Regions from separate parts of the Mus musculus genome. Here all the other regions are linked to region 1. A link is a contact called in public promoter capture Hi-C data. All regions are on one chromosome and are shown on one strand. Each heading gives the region's core, a stretch centred on a gene start, on an enhancer-like site or on the middle of the called end of the contact. The rest is flanking DNA. Distances are from core to core; before and after follow the strand shown. Region 1 holds the start of Trim30c (tripartite motif-containing 30C). Region 2 holds the start of Olfr672 (olfactory receptor 672). Region 3 holds the start of Olfr67 (olfactory receptor 67).

Evidence for each region. Promoter capture Hi-C pulls out the DNA fragments that hold promoters and counts their contacts.
Region 2: a promoter capture Hi-C map of hippocampal neurons shows a contact between it and region 1, with 5 times the contacts expected there. The contact joins the promoter of Olfr672 here to the promoter of Trim30c in region 1. A contact is called at or near these places in 7 of 39 promoter capture datasets (the 3T3-L1 cell line, 3T3-L1-derived adipocytes, hippocampal neurons and 3 more).
Region 3: a promoter capture Hi-C map of pre-B cells shows a contact between it and region 1, with 9 times the contacts expected there. The contact joins the promoter of Olfr67 here to the promoter of Trim30c in region 1. A contact is called at or near these places in 3 of 39 promoter capture datasets (the HPC-7 cell line, pre-B cells and stem cell-derived epiblast-like cells).

What each region holds. Positions count from the first base shown.
Region 1 is chr7:104,398,098-104,402,690 of GRCm38.p6, reverse strand. Trim30c (tripartite motif-containing 30C) reads left to right here and starts at 1,913. Exons shown (of 8, transcript NM_001378693.1): 1 at 1,913-1,999.
Region 2 is chr7:104,994,081-104,998,917 of GRCm38.p6, reverse strand. Olfr672 (olfactory receptor 672) reads left to right here and starts at 2,016. Exons shown (of 1, transcript NM_146760.1): 1 at 2,016-2,954. The coding sequence starts at 2,016. The coding sequence ends at 2,954.
Region 3 is chr7:103,789,328-103,794,211 of GRCm38.p6, reverse strand. Olfr67 (olfactory receptor 67) reads left to right here and starts at 2,382. Exons shown (of 2, transcript NM_013619.3): 1 at 2,382-2,451. RefSeq lists a silencer at 309-1,235.

The sequences.
Region 1 (4,593 bases), core at 664-3,163:
GAGTAGCTCAGCATCCACAGTGCCTAGATTTCAATCCCTTAAAGTCAAAAACCAAATTAAAGAACAACAGCAAAAGCCCATGATCCCAGCACTGTGAGGCTGAGGGAGCTAGAGTTCAGTTAGAGTCTGGCTGGGGTACACTTTGAGAGCCTGTCTCAAAGGAAGAAGAGAAGGAAGAAGAAAGATCATCATATATGTGAAATGAATTCAAACTACAGGTTCATATCTGCTGTCACTCATTATCCCATATTTCAGTAGATCTGAGAATGTAGGGAAATAATGAGAGAGGGAAACAGGAGTGGGGTTGAGACAAGTGATGGTGACTGCACAGGTTTCTTCATTGTTCCCTCACACAACTGACTTTCTTTATTTAATTATTTCTTTTTTATTTTTCTTTTCATTCATTCTTTCTTTCATTGTTTACTCCTCCCTTTCTTTCTCCTTTCCTTTTCTCTTGGGAAAGTTTCATGTGTTTCCCACGCCGTCCTGACGTCACCATGGCTGAGGATGGCTTTGAGCTCCTGATCCTCATGCAGCCAGCTGCAAGGCAGGGGCATCCTGTGCTGGTTTGAATAACAATGGCCCCAGAGGCTAAGATTTTTGAATACTTGGTTCTCAGTTATCAGGACACTGTTCAGGAAAGATTAGGAGTGTGGCATTCTTGGAGAAGGTATGGCATGGGTGCAAGCTTTCAGGATTCAATAGATTCTGACCACCACCACCATTCTCTTTCTGCCTCAGGTTTGTGCCAAGATAGTGTCTCAAGTTGTGACTTCTCACTTCCTGCTCCAGCACTGTGTCTCCCTGCCTGTTATCAGGCTCTCCACTGTGGTGGTCATGAACTCTAATCCATTTAACTTGAGCCCCAAGTCAAACACTTTCTTTATAACTTGCCCTAGTCATGGTGTTTATCCCAATAGTAGAAGAGTAAGGACGACAGATGACACGTGTGTGTGTCTCCACACCTGATTTAGTACAGCGCTTAGGTTCCATCACTGGGCTCCATCACTTAGGTTCTAGGTGAACACTAGGCCCAGAGAAGCCCATTCACAACCCTACAGATTTCTACCTTCTAGTCAGGGAATGTTACATCAGTATTGTTGCTCTTTAATACAAATCCTAAATCAAATGGAAACAACTAAGACATTCTGGTGAGGGAGCCCTGGAAGGGGGAAATGAATGCATGGGTCAGATCAACACTGTGAAAGGACTAGGTCTTTTCAGCCACAGAATACATAATCTGGGGACATCATGGGGCAGCTGGAGAGCCCTCTGCAACTCACTACTCTCTCTGCTGTGAGGGTAGTGAGGTATTTCTGCCTGGCTCTGCACATGACTCCTCCCCATCCTGTCCCTGATGGATGAGGAATCTTGCTTGTGTGGCAGCTTCCCTGAACTGCAACTTCCTTCCTGTTCTCATCCTACAAGAGTCCAGCTCCAACCTCAGAGGAACACTGCAGCTTTCTGTCCCTAGTCTTGTTTTTTCCTTCCCTTTGGGCCACACTTGCCACCTAGGCAAAGCCAGCACAGGAGCTCAGGTGCAGGAGAAGCCCATGGGGAAAGCTTTCTTTCCATCACAGGCAGATTTCCAGAGGGTCAGGAACTTTTTGGATGATTGTATCATGAGTCTGAACAAGTGACATAACAAGTTCCTGTAGCTCTGAAAATGTCCCAAGTTACTGGAAGGCAGAGCTGACCTAAGGCAACTGACTCCCTCTGGTAGTAAAACCCCAGTTAATAATGGGGTACCACCCTGTTGGTTGATAGTTCTGTGGTTCCTTTTTCTCAGTTCCACCCCTCAAAGTCTTAACTTTCATTTCTCTTGTGGTTCACCAGAGCCCGTGACTAAATTCTTAGAAGCTTAGTGACTAAGTTCTCAGGGTATAGACTTTGCTCCTCTCCATGATTCTGGGTCATTTGGTTGGTGTTTGAAGGTGTGAGAACAATATTAGACTGCAGAGTTGGGAGGAATTTAGAAGAAAGCACTGTCTCTGCTTTGGTGAGTTTAATTTGAAACTAAGAAGGAAGGGGAGGTGGAGAACTGCTGGCTTTCTGCTGAGTGTTCTGGGCCTAGGAGTCAGAGGGAAGGGTGGCCTGGGGAAATAGCTCTCATGGGCTGAAGAGATCCGGTTATTTCTCCAAATTTACTCTCTTCTTTCCTAATCTTTAATTTTGAGTTGCACATGAATCTCCTGCTCCAAGAGAGAAACTGCTCTCCCTCAAAAGTAGAGCCAGGGCAGAGTTTGAAAACAAAAGTTTAAGATTTATCTGAGTAATAATGGATTTACCCATGATTCTATGGATTCATTCCCTATGTTTCTGTCCCTGTGATTAGAAGTCCTGACCTTCCTGCAGCTACCTATTCATGTATGCCACTCCAACCTCAGTAGAATCTGTGTGACAAGTTCCACAGACTGAGGTGAAAACTTCAAAAGAAGGAGGCCTCCTAGAACCAGTTGTGGAACTCTTGGCTGAAATAAAATATTGAGCCCTAGTTCTCATGGCAATTTATCTGTTTTATCTTTTTTATTCATTTTTTTATTTACAAGATGTTCCTGATAGCTTAGGCTAAGATCTTAAGTAAGAATAATGGGTAAGAAACCATCCCTTGAGATGGGGTCACTAACCATGGCCTTATCTCTGGAAAAACCAACATTTCACTTTATAAATCATGCATAAGATAGAATTGATAACTAAAAACTTTCCCAACAATAAAATTTTACATGGCTGCACATGTATCATTGGAAATAGGCTTTCGTATATTGTTTAAGAAAGCCTTAAATAAAAAGAATAAAAATACTTCAAATATATGCTTTGAAGATTTACAGAAAATCAGGTACTAGATGTTAAACAACAACTGATCATAAAAATGTATTAACTTGTTCTTGGAAATTTGCCACTAGCCTTAGATGATTTTTGTATTTTACTATGCCAAATGATTATAATAATATCTGTTCTACCTGACTGCTTCACTGAACACACTTTTCTTAGAAGTTGTAGTACTTGAATGAGAGAGAGAGGAAGAAAGGGAGAAAGGGAGAGAGGAAGAAAGGGAGACAGACAGAGGCAGGCAGACAGACACAGGGAGAGACAGAGGGAGTATGAGAGAGAAAAAACACTGGAGAAGCACACTTTCAGGAAGTGTCAGATTTCTATTCCTTTGGAACATGATGTCCCTATAGATCTCATCCTAAACTCATGGAATTGTCCAGTGTCAGCCTCCACAGCTGCAGAGATTACAGGTAAACATTACTGCCCCAGGACTTTTCTACTGTTCAAGAAATAAGCACCTGATTGAGTTTAATGATATAAAAGACTGAAAGATATCTGCTCATAGAAAGACCTAGAGAAATAAGAAAAAAAAAAGGGGACTTGGAGCAAAGAATCCAGGCATCACGCAAGCTAATGTAGACAACAGAAGACACAGGTCAGGCCTGCTGGTGTCCAGGTTGGCTTTGAAGGTTGTCACCAGCCCATCCTCTTCCCCTTTGCTCTCTCCAGCTCTTAGTTGTGGAAACCTGTGTTTTGAACTAGGGAAATACCTGTTTACCACTATATATAAGGAGATATTAAAATGCACATATTAGAGTTGTCAATTTTTAACTTTGAAAATGTCTAGGCAGTACACATTAAGCTGCTCCAGATAATACTACTCAGTATATAAAGCCTAGAACAATTTATTTGCCAGAAGTATTTGAAAAAGGACCATTTCTCATATGACATCAGCATCTTGAAATTTCATCATCAGGAAAGAAACATTTTTACGTTTTCCAGAGTTCCAATCAACCAGGAAATGGCGAAGACTCAACTCAAATTATAATGAAGTGAATTCATTAGTGCTAGTAGCTCAAAGTCTTGAAGCCAAATCAAAGGCTTGTCACCCAGAGGAGGCTGGGGGAGTGTATTTAAAAGTGGACTTCATAAATGTCTCATTTGTGTGGGATGTGTAGCTGACAAACTCCTTGTACTCCCCTCAGAAGAGAGGAGCTGTTTCACTTCCTGTTACACAGCAATACATGGGCTCAAATAAAAAAAAAAAAAAACAGAACAAGGAGTTAGTTATCTCATAGTAGTTTTATAATTCTGGGGAGGGGAACAAAGAGTTAAATTGGCCAGTAGCTTATAATTAGGAATTGAGAATAGTTGCCTAGCACAAAATGGAGTTTTCCTTAGCCATCACGACCCCAATAATTAAAAAACAATTTCTGTCTGTAGACTATTGTTTCAATTGAACAAAAGTACTTATTTTCCTTAATGTTGCTTGAAAAAAGATTTATTTTGTTGAGATTGAGGGACATTTGAGTACTTGTTTGGAAAACTAGTACAATGAAATATTCCTAAAATATATGGAGGTGAAGCTAATGAGGTCTACTAACGATGAGAGATATGGAAACTCGGCTGGCAATCTCTTGTCACCGAACAAGGTTCCAATAGTAGGACTGGGTTGCATCCAATTGAGTTGTTGGCCAAGAGGGGTGCACAGAATTCCTCCCAAACAAGCCAGACTGTTGCTAAGGCAAAAGATTCCTCTCTGCAAAGTGTTAGACTTCAGATACAGAATTTAGCATTAAAATGCATACCAACAGACCAAAC
Region 2 (4,837 bases), core at 767-3,266, 600 kb before region 1:
TAAACTGACTACAATTGTAAGAGACATCAGAAGTAATACAAACCATTTCAGGAATAAATTGGGAGAAATCAAGCAGTGCTTATTATAATGAGAGATGCAGCCCAAGAAACAAATGAAGAATAAAGCACTTGAACTATAATATAGCATAATCCATGGTGCTTGGTGAGGAGGGGTTGGGAGAACTTTGAGAAGGAGCCAGAAACTATCAAGATGTCATAAAACAGCTTCATGTTGATGGTAGAGGTATTCCTTTGGCCCATATGTGAGGGAATTTCATTAATTCAGGAACTATACTGCTTCTTGCCTTCCTTTTGAGTAGCAAATTTTTTAATTCTCATGGTAGTGATGATGATGACGACAATAGCAATATCATTTACTCTTTCCCTCGTGGGAACCAATAATATGGATTATTTTGAAAAGAAGTAAGCACATAACATAGACTTGAGGAATAGAAGACATAAATGAAAGTCCAAGGGTTAGTGCTTAAAGGCTGAATTAGTCTCTCAAAAAGTAATAACTTCATATCCAAGTTCAATAATGTTGCATTGAATATTTAGAAACCATGGCCTCATAAGTTATAATCCTGGTTTCAAAGATCAAAATAATGATCTTTACCCATTGGTGACAATATAAAAATCAACACAAATATAGAAAAAGCAAAAGGGTTATTATAGTTTTTAAAAACGTAAGAATTTCACATATGCATATATAATCTGTTTTCTTCTTCTTTGGTAAGTGTTGGGAAATAATCAGATCTATGGATATAAAGATAAGAATATTACAATGTTCATTTAGTATTAGGTTCTTCTATAGGGGTATGACTTGACCGGTCATGGATTTTAGACCCATTTAATGGCACCAGGCATGAATTCTGTTTTGTGGAGTTGGCCTTATTATTACTAAAATTCTCTCTCTCTTGTGTGTGTGCGTACATGCATGTGAATTCAGTTTTCATGGAGACTAGAGGTTTGGGCACATTCCCCTGAAGCTGGAGTATTAGGTTATAGTAAGCTGCCTTATATGAGTGGTGGAAAACTAACGTGGGTCCTCTGGAAGTTCACTATGCATTCTTAATCACCAAGCCATTTCTTCAGCTTCTGGAACAGGCTTTAAATCAAATGAAAAAATGTTTGGTTATTACCATGCTATTGCACTAGTGGGTTTATCTTGCCAGGCCAATTGTTACTAGATGTCAAAGATGCTTGCTTATTTTTTTCTCTTGTAGTGTACATAGGATCTACGAGTATTTTGAAAATTATTCAGGAGGGATGGAGCTTCCAGGTCAGTACTGGCTTGGTTATTTTATGTTATATAATTCCAATGGGTGATGTTTTCAGCAGTAGTATCTTATCATGATGTTCTATAGGGTACCCAAAAATACTGGCAGTAGCCTGTAGACAACCATTCAAAAAAGAGGTAACCCATACATGGCACTGGGTCTTTAGTTGATAGCCTATGTTGTTTGGTTAGCATTGTCCCTGCTTATAGTTATTTACAGGCAAGTTAAGGAGCAGGGAAGATTTCCATTGATTATATGTGAAAGTAGGCCATGGCATATGTTTTTTTACTCACATTTCTAGTTATATAAGTGCCATTTGAAGGATATTTTGGAAAGCTACAATATTATCTGTGGTCTGATCTTGTAATCATTTATCAGTTGGATAATACCTCCCCACAATTCATAAATATATATTTCAAAATGTTGAAGCCTATACAGAAGCCTGTGTGACCTGGTTAGGTTCATATCCACACAAGACTTGGTCTACATGAAGAAAAAACTTCATTTAGGTTATATGGAACAGAGTTTAAATATTCATCTATTTCTTAAGAAATATTCACATTCATATTCCATTTACATGAGTGAAAAGAAAGAGAGAAAATATGAAGTACACTCAGTGAGAAGGAACACTAATGACCTCCATTCTGTTCTTGTTCATTATTAGTGCTGATAAAGTGTTGTCAAGTCCTGTGTAGATTCCTTCAAATGAATATACCCATCAGAGACTCCTGACAACATGTCACCAGGCAACAGCTCATGGATTCATCCTTCTTCCTTCCTGCTCTTGGGAATCCCAGGACTGGAAGAGTTGCAGTTCTGGCTTGGTTTGCCATTTGGAACAGTCTATCTTATTGCTGTCCTAGGGAATGTCATCATTCTCTTTGTAATCTATCTAGAGCACAGCCTTCACCAACCTATGTTCTACTTACTGGCCATACTGGCTGTTACTGACTTGGGTCTGTCTACAGCAACTGTTCCCAGAGCACTCGGTATATTCTGGTTTGGCTTCCATAAGATTGCCTTTAGGGACTGTGTAGCTCAAATGTTTTTCATACATCTGTTTACAGGCATCGAAACATTCATGCTTGTAGCTATGGCCTTTGATCGCTACATTGCCATCTGTAACCCTCTCCGATATAACACTATCCTCACCAACAGAACAATCTGCATTATTGTTGGAGTTGGACTATTTAAAAATTTCATTTTGGTTTTTCCACTTATATTTCTCATTCTAAGGCTTTCATTCTGTGGACACAATATCATACCACACACATACTGTGAGCACATGGGCATTGCTCGACTGGCATGTGTCAGCATCAAGGTTAATGTATTATTTGGATTAATACTCATATCTATGATACTTCTGGATGTTGTTTTGATTGCTCTGTCCTATGCGAAAATTCTTCATGCTGTATTTAAACTCCCATCCTGGGAAGCCAGACTCAAAGCTCTTAATACCTGTGGTTCCCATGTGTGTGTGATCTTGGCTTTCTTCACTCCAGCCTTTTTCTCCTTCTTGACTCATCGATTTGGACACAATATTCCACGATATATCCACATCCTCCTTGCTAACTTATATGTGATCATTCCCCCTGCTCTTAACCCTCTTATTTATGGGGTGAGAACCAAACAGATTCGAGATCGTGTGGTGATATTTTTTTGCAAGGAAGTTTGACAGTGAGCTTATGACTTGTATTCTTCTAGTTTTTTCTTTTTATTAAGAAAAGAACTTATGTATAAATAAGCTTAAATAGAATAAACACATTACAGAATATTATGCTAAACACACAATGTTTCCGTATTCATGGGCAGTAAATAAGCTATGTATTTTAGCAAATATTTGTTCCAATTCTGAATAAAATATTATTGATTGATAAACAAGACTTTTATAAAGAATCCACTGATTATTGAGGAGGGGTGTAATGATTTCACTGTTTATCATGGTTGCACTGGGGGTTGAGAAAGCACTGTTTAAGATGTGGGTTCCAGGAGTATGGATCAATGAAATCAATCATAATTCCAGTTTCTTTTATGATGAAATTGGCTCCCATCATTATGTAATGATGGGAAAAAGATTGAAAAAAATCAATATCACTTCATAATCTCTTCTCACTTTTGAAGATCCAACTGCAGCAATTACATAGTGTCAAGCATGAGAGAACCTTCACTTTGAATCCAAGCAAGAAGAAATTCTCCCAGATGACAAAAAAATACAATGGAGAAATAAGTGTATAGAACTAAAGTACAAAGAGGTAAAACGAGGAAAGAAAACTTGTAGTTATGCCATCAGGAAGCCTCTCGTGCACAGAATGAATTTCATCTTTATATTGAACAGTAGGGTGAAGGGGGTCCCTGCAATTACTCAGCCATAGGGCTCAAGCTGCTCTTGGAGGCAGGACTTGGCAAGTTTTGAGTGTGCTTACCCCATGCTGACTTGGGGCAGGTGTTAGGCCATGGGAAGCAGAGGGACACTGCCCTGGGGGGTGGGGGGTGGAGCACAGTCTGAGGTCCCAGGGATGGCCAGAGCTGGCTCAGGAATCCTGGGGCCTGTGGGGAGGCTGGGACCATCTGTTTCTCAGGCTCCTGGGCACCCAGGCACCACTGGATGCTGCAGAAGAGCTGAGAGTGGAGTGGGGAACCCCTGAAAATCCAGAGAAAAGGTTGAGAGCTCAGGCTGAATTCCACAGGGAGAGAGAGAGTTCTTGGCTTATTAGGCAGGTAGCTTGGCTTGGTGGAAGCCATTGCTGGGAACACTGAGAGGCCTTCTGCAGGATGTTAGATGGCCAGCTCTTTAGGCAAAAGCCTGCTCCATTGCTCCCCACTGGAGAACCCAATGAAAAGAGGCAGTACATGGTTTTAAGACATTTATTGTCATGGAGTAAAGTAGAGGAATAAAACCATACCCCACTTTGTCAGGGAGGTCATGAGGTTAAATACCTTTTGCAGGGAGGAATGTTTAGAAAGGGGAGTTCATTGGCTAAGCCTCTAGGCCTTTAGGTACCTCATTAAAATGGACATCTGTCTTGAGGCTACGTGACCTGTGATCGCATCCTCTACCTGTGGAGACTTGGGGCATTGGCCTTATGTGACTGAAGGACACAAATCTATGGAGGGCTTTGGCCTCTTGTCAGGAGCCTACTTGACCCTGCTGTATCTCAGGGTCACTGGGGTTTCCAGCCTGTGCTCGACAAGGAACCAGGCTGATTTTCACAGTCCTATAATGAACCGACAAAATTCTACAAAGATATCTTTGTCTCAAGGGCAAAAAGTTTAACAAAATCTTTTAATTTTACTTGCTACACAGCACCAGGTCTTCCAGAATGTGTGTGTGTGTGTGTGTGTGTGTGTGTGTGTGCGCGCGCGCGCGTGCGTGCGCGCGCTCGCGCACATGCGTGTGCACACACCAATTAGACGAAGCACCTATAGACAAGAGTTTAGAGCTCATTCCAAGTATGTCTCTATAACATGCATTCTAGAAATGCACAGTAATCAGAGGACTGGTCAGGGATCCACTAAGCCTTGGTGAGAGAAAACTGAGCAAACACTTAACTCATCCTC
Region 3 (4,884 bases), core at 1,133-3,632, 610 kb after region 1:
AAAACATATCACACTTGTCTTCCAATATGACTTATCTTTTAGCATGATGAGCTCTATTTCCATCTATTTTCTTAAAAAAAAAAAAAAAGGACTTTATCATCACTTGAAAGTTAACTTGTAATCCCAGTACTTGGGAGGCAGAGGCAGGCATATTTCTGAGTTCCAGGCCAGCCTGGTCTACAGAGTAAGTTCCAGGACAGCCAGGAGTACACAGAGAAATCCTATCTCTAAAAAAAAAACCAAAATAAATAAATAAATAAGAAAGAAAGAAAGAAAGAAAGTTAACTTGGTGAGATGGTAGGTAATTAATTGGCTGGATTATCTCTTTCTATAGTTTATGGATACAGTGTATTACATAAAACACACAATTATTATTTGCCAGAAATTATAAGAAATACATTTAAAAGATGAGTTTTTGTCATTTTATTTTCTGCTTTATTGATTTACAGTCATCTTTATGATTGATTTTATTTTTTTGTGGTCCCATAAATAATGGGAGATTTTTTAAACAACAAAACAAAACTCACTTGAAAGTGACTATTTTTGTCTTATATCAATTAAATAGTTGAAATTTTGGTGGCAGCTACTCAGAAACCTTAGAAGGCCACAATTAAATAGGTGAACTATTCATGTATACTTTATTATGTTGCTATGTATTATAAAATATGAAATAATTTAAATATAGTATTAAATAATAATTAAAATATTAAACTAGAAAATAATATTAAATAGAAAATTTAAGATTTAGAATTTAAAATTAGATTTAGATTTAGAATTTAAGAAAAGTTAAGGTTAGGATATTCTTTATGCATATGTTATGAAATATGCAGTGAATAAATTAATGGAGAAACTATGAGTAAAAAAGAGAGCATTAAAAAATGAGTAGGCATACTATTCATGTGCATTGATAGCAAGGTTCCTAAGTTTGTGGTTAACTGTGCTGTCTGGTATTACCACATAGTTTGTAGGAGGTTCTTATCTATATTTTCAGCGCTGCCAAAACCCTAGTTGACCTGATCACTTTTAGAAGTAGGCTTGTTTCATGCATCTTTGAATAAGGGGGGTGGGGGGGTGGGGAGGAGGGCGGAAATCAGCGGAACACTTCTGCCCCCTACTGGTATGCAACAGGATCATTAGAGAAATGACCTTAAAAAGGTGGTGATACAGTTTATCCCAGTTAGCTTTAGTTGACAACCTGAGGCTGCCTAGAGTAATCCTAGAAGATAATCTCAATTGAGAAATGGACTAGATGAGATTGGCCTGTGTGCATTGCTCTGGAAGATTGCCTTGATGGTTAACTGATGAAGGAGAGCCCTGCACACTGAGGACCCATCTTTAAGCAGGTAATCCTGGGCTTTATAAGAAAGCTAGGTAATTGGGCTAAAGAGATGCCTGGGGTTTAGTTCCCAACATCCACATTAGCCTTATAATAACCCTATAGGTCGAACAACAATATGAACTAACCAGTACCCCAGAGCTCCTGTCTCTAGCTGCATATGTAGCAGAAGATGGCCTATTTGGCCATCATTGGAAAGAGAGTCCCCTCGGTCTTGAAAACTTTATATGCCCCAGTACAGGGGAAAGCCAGGGCCAAGAAGTGAGAGTGGGTGGGTAGGGGAGCAGGGTCGGGGGAGGGTATAGGGAACTTTCAGGATAGCACTTGAAATGTAAATGAAGAAAATATCTAATAAAAAATTGAAAAACAAAACAAAATAGAAGCTCATAATAACCTTTAACTCCTGGTTCAGGGGAACCTGATGCCTCTTACCTCCATGCAACATATAGTCACATACAGACACACTTTACAAAAACAAAAATTAATATCTTAATTAATTGTTAATTAACTAAATAATAAGAAGCTAAAATAATAAAAAAATGTTACTCAAAAGTCAAAAGAGATTTCTATGTCATCTTTTTGCATCTTTGGACCCTTCTAATCCTGAATAATTCTGTCATGTAACCTAGGGAACAGAAGGAAAGACAAAGAGACTTAAGATTTGAAGGAACATGTGATTTTAAAAAAAGGAACTCATTATAGTGGCTTCAAAAACTCATTCAGCACTTCCTCCCTAAATGGTATTTAGAACCTGTTACAGTAGATCCCTCCAGGGAACAGGATACGATTGTGCTAGTACAAATCTCTGACATGCAAAAAAAAAAAAAAAAAAAAAAAAACTGGAATATGTATCAATTTTACTGTCTGGAAATGCTAACCAGAAGAAATGTTTCTCAGACTGTGGAGGAGGAGGAGGAAAGTTCTCAAGAGAGGAGCCAGTACTGGACATTTCTTCTATGATACAACTCAATGCTCTTGGGCTAAACGTCTAGGGCCCAAGAGATGTCTAAAACGAGGTATAAATAAATGATCCAGATTTGTTGTTTAGGCTCATAGAATCTCCTTGCTTTTACTCTTTCTCCTGTTAAATGTCTTCAGATTTTAAACAGAAACAAGTAAGTGCAAAGTTATGTTCAAAGGAAGCTTGAAGCAGATGACAGAAGAAACTTAAGTCATGTTTTCTGCAGTTCTGACCCATAAGAGTACAACACCTAACTTAGTCAAGTTGATCTGCAATGGTGGTGTAGTTCTATTTTGAGAGATTTAGTCATCAGTCACAATGTTTCCATATTTATATTGTATTTATACAATAGTCTCTTATTTTTCTACCAGGATTTGAATATAGGTGTGATAAATTTCCAGTGGTTAAAATAAAGCTTAGTTGTTTAAACATTTTAATAAAGACAAACCTTATATATTCAAGAATGAATTCAAGAACATGTTCATAAATATATAGAGCCTTATAACATCAGGTACCAGTCCTGATGTGTATTTAAAAAACGGAGACTTGGAGATGTTAACTCTGAAAAGTGATGATGGTCTTATATTGGTAGGAACGACCGTCTAATTTAAAGCGATGCCTCCTTCACTGACTATTATAAACACAATTGATATTTTTAGACTATTGATTGTTATAGCCAGGGTAAGATAATGTGTCTTGGTTTGAGGATTATGTTATAAACAGATTTAATCTGAAGCCCAGAAAGTTAACAATTGTTTAAATTAACATTGATTTTATTATTAATGTTGGTAATTTTATGTGTGCTCTTATGTCATTTGTTGCTGCAATAAATAGAGATTTATGTGATTTTTGTAGTTATTATCCTGAAGTCCTAACAAGAGAATGGGTTTACAATGGTGCTAAATTTTTAGGTAATTTATCAGCAAGAGAACTAAAATTCAAGTAAGTAACAGTCTCTGCACACAGCCAAGTACATCTTAGTGGATAGTGCTCAGGTCCAACTGTGTGCAGGTTCAGCTGGACTGTGCAATCAATACAGTCATAGTGCATTTTACAAAGAGCACAGACCAACATTTTAATTAATTCCAAATCTTAATCCCACAGTGCAAGACAAATAAAATAAAAGATTAGTGATGGCTAAAGCTTCCCACCAACAGGGAAAATCTGAAGGATCTGTTTGCCTCCCTTACATCTTTACACCATGATTTCCCCTCCCCCCATGGAGATTGTTCTACTTCCCAGCTAAGTCCCATTCACTGGTTGGTTTATGTGAAGGGGGCAGATCCATAAATGTCCATTGTTTGTAAAGAGCTTCATGCCAATTTATGCTAAAGTCATATAGGCAGACACTGCCTTATATATTTAACTGTAATTAAATAAGAAGTGCCTAATATTTCAATCAGATAAAGGAGGTAACTTTGCATATAGTAACAAAGAAAGGTGGCGACAATACAGTGCCTTGGTGCACAGTTAGGACGCTTAATTATAGTGGACAGGACACAATTGTAGTGGAATCAAGGTACAAAAAGCATCTGGTACTCTGTTAGTTATTGTTTTGGTTAAGCACACACAAATGTGTTTTATTGTAACTTATCTACCCAGCTCTACTATTATATTTAGTTCTGACTATCTATATCATTATATGCAGCTCCATCTATATCATTGTATGCTAAGTATAATCCTTCCTATCCCCTGCTTTTCCGCATCCCACATAGTCGGGTCCTTTTGTCTTACCAAAAGTTTCCATATATATTCCTGACATAGCTATTCCACAATCTTTTTAACACCATTTCTGCTATCTTTATATCACTTACTCCTCTTTCATAATACTAACTCTATTTTTTTCTTCCTCCATTTTCTTTCTCCACTATTTTTTATTTATTTAAGTTTGGAAATAAAAATAAATTTACAATGATACATGCTTCCTCTGATATCAATATCTTACAGAACTTGGACTCTTTGTTAGACTCAATAGATTAACATGCATTTCATTCTCTTATCTATGAACAATACCACTATTTTGATGACCTACATATTATAAGCATACATATATCTACATGCAAATTTAAACTGATATTCTACATATGACAGGAAACATGCAATATTTGTATTTCTGATTCTGGCTTCCTTTGCTTAACATATTAGTCACAAGTGGCATTCACTTTCCTGTGAAAGTCAAAGTATCAGTTATCTGATGGAGATTCAGGGAAACCTTAAAACAGTTTCCATTTGTATTTTCTTGATGGCTTAGAATGTTGAACACTTTCTCAAACATTGCCCCCTTTCTCCTATTGACCACTGTCTATTCAGTCCAATAGCCCATATATTTAAGTGATGACGTTCTTTTACCCTATTTAGATTCTTGAGCTCTTTACATATTCAGAGTACTAATTTCCTGTTGGATGTACAGTTGGCAAAGGGTTTTCTCTATTAAGTAGATTGATAATCATTTTGTAACTCCATGTGCCATTTTGGGAATAAAGTTTTTGCCGTCTGCATTGAGAAAATTTTGGACCTGCCTATCAATTTGCAGTCACATATTGATGTCTATGCTGTGTGTTACCTACACACACACACACACACACAC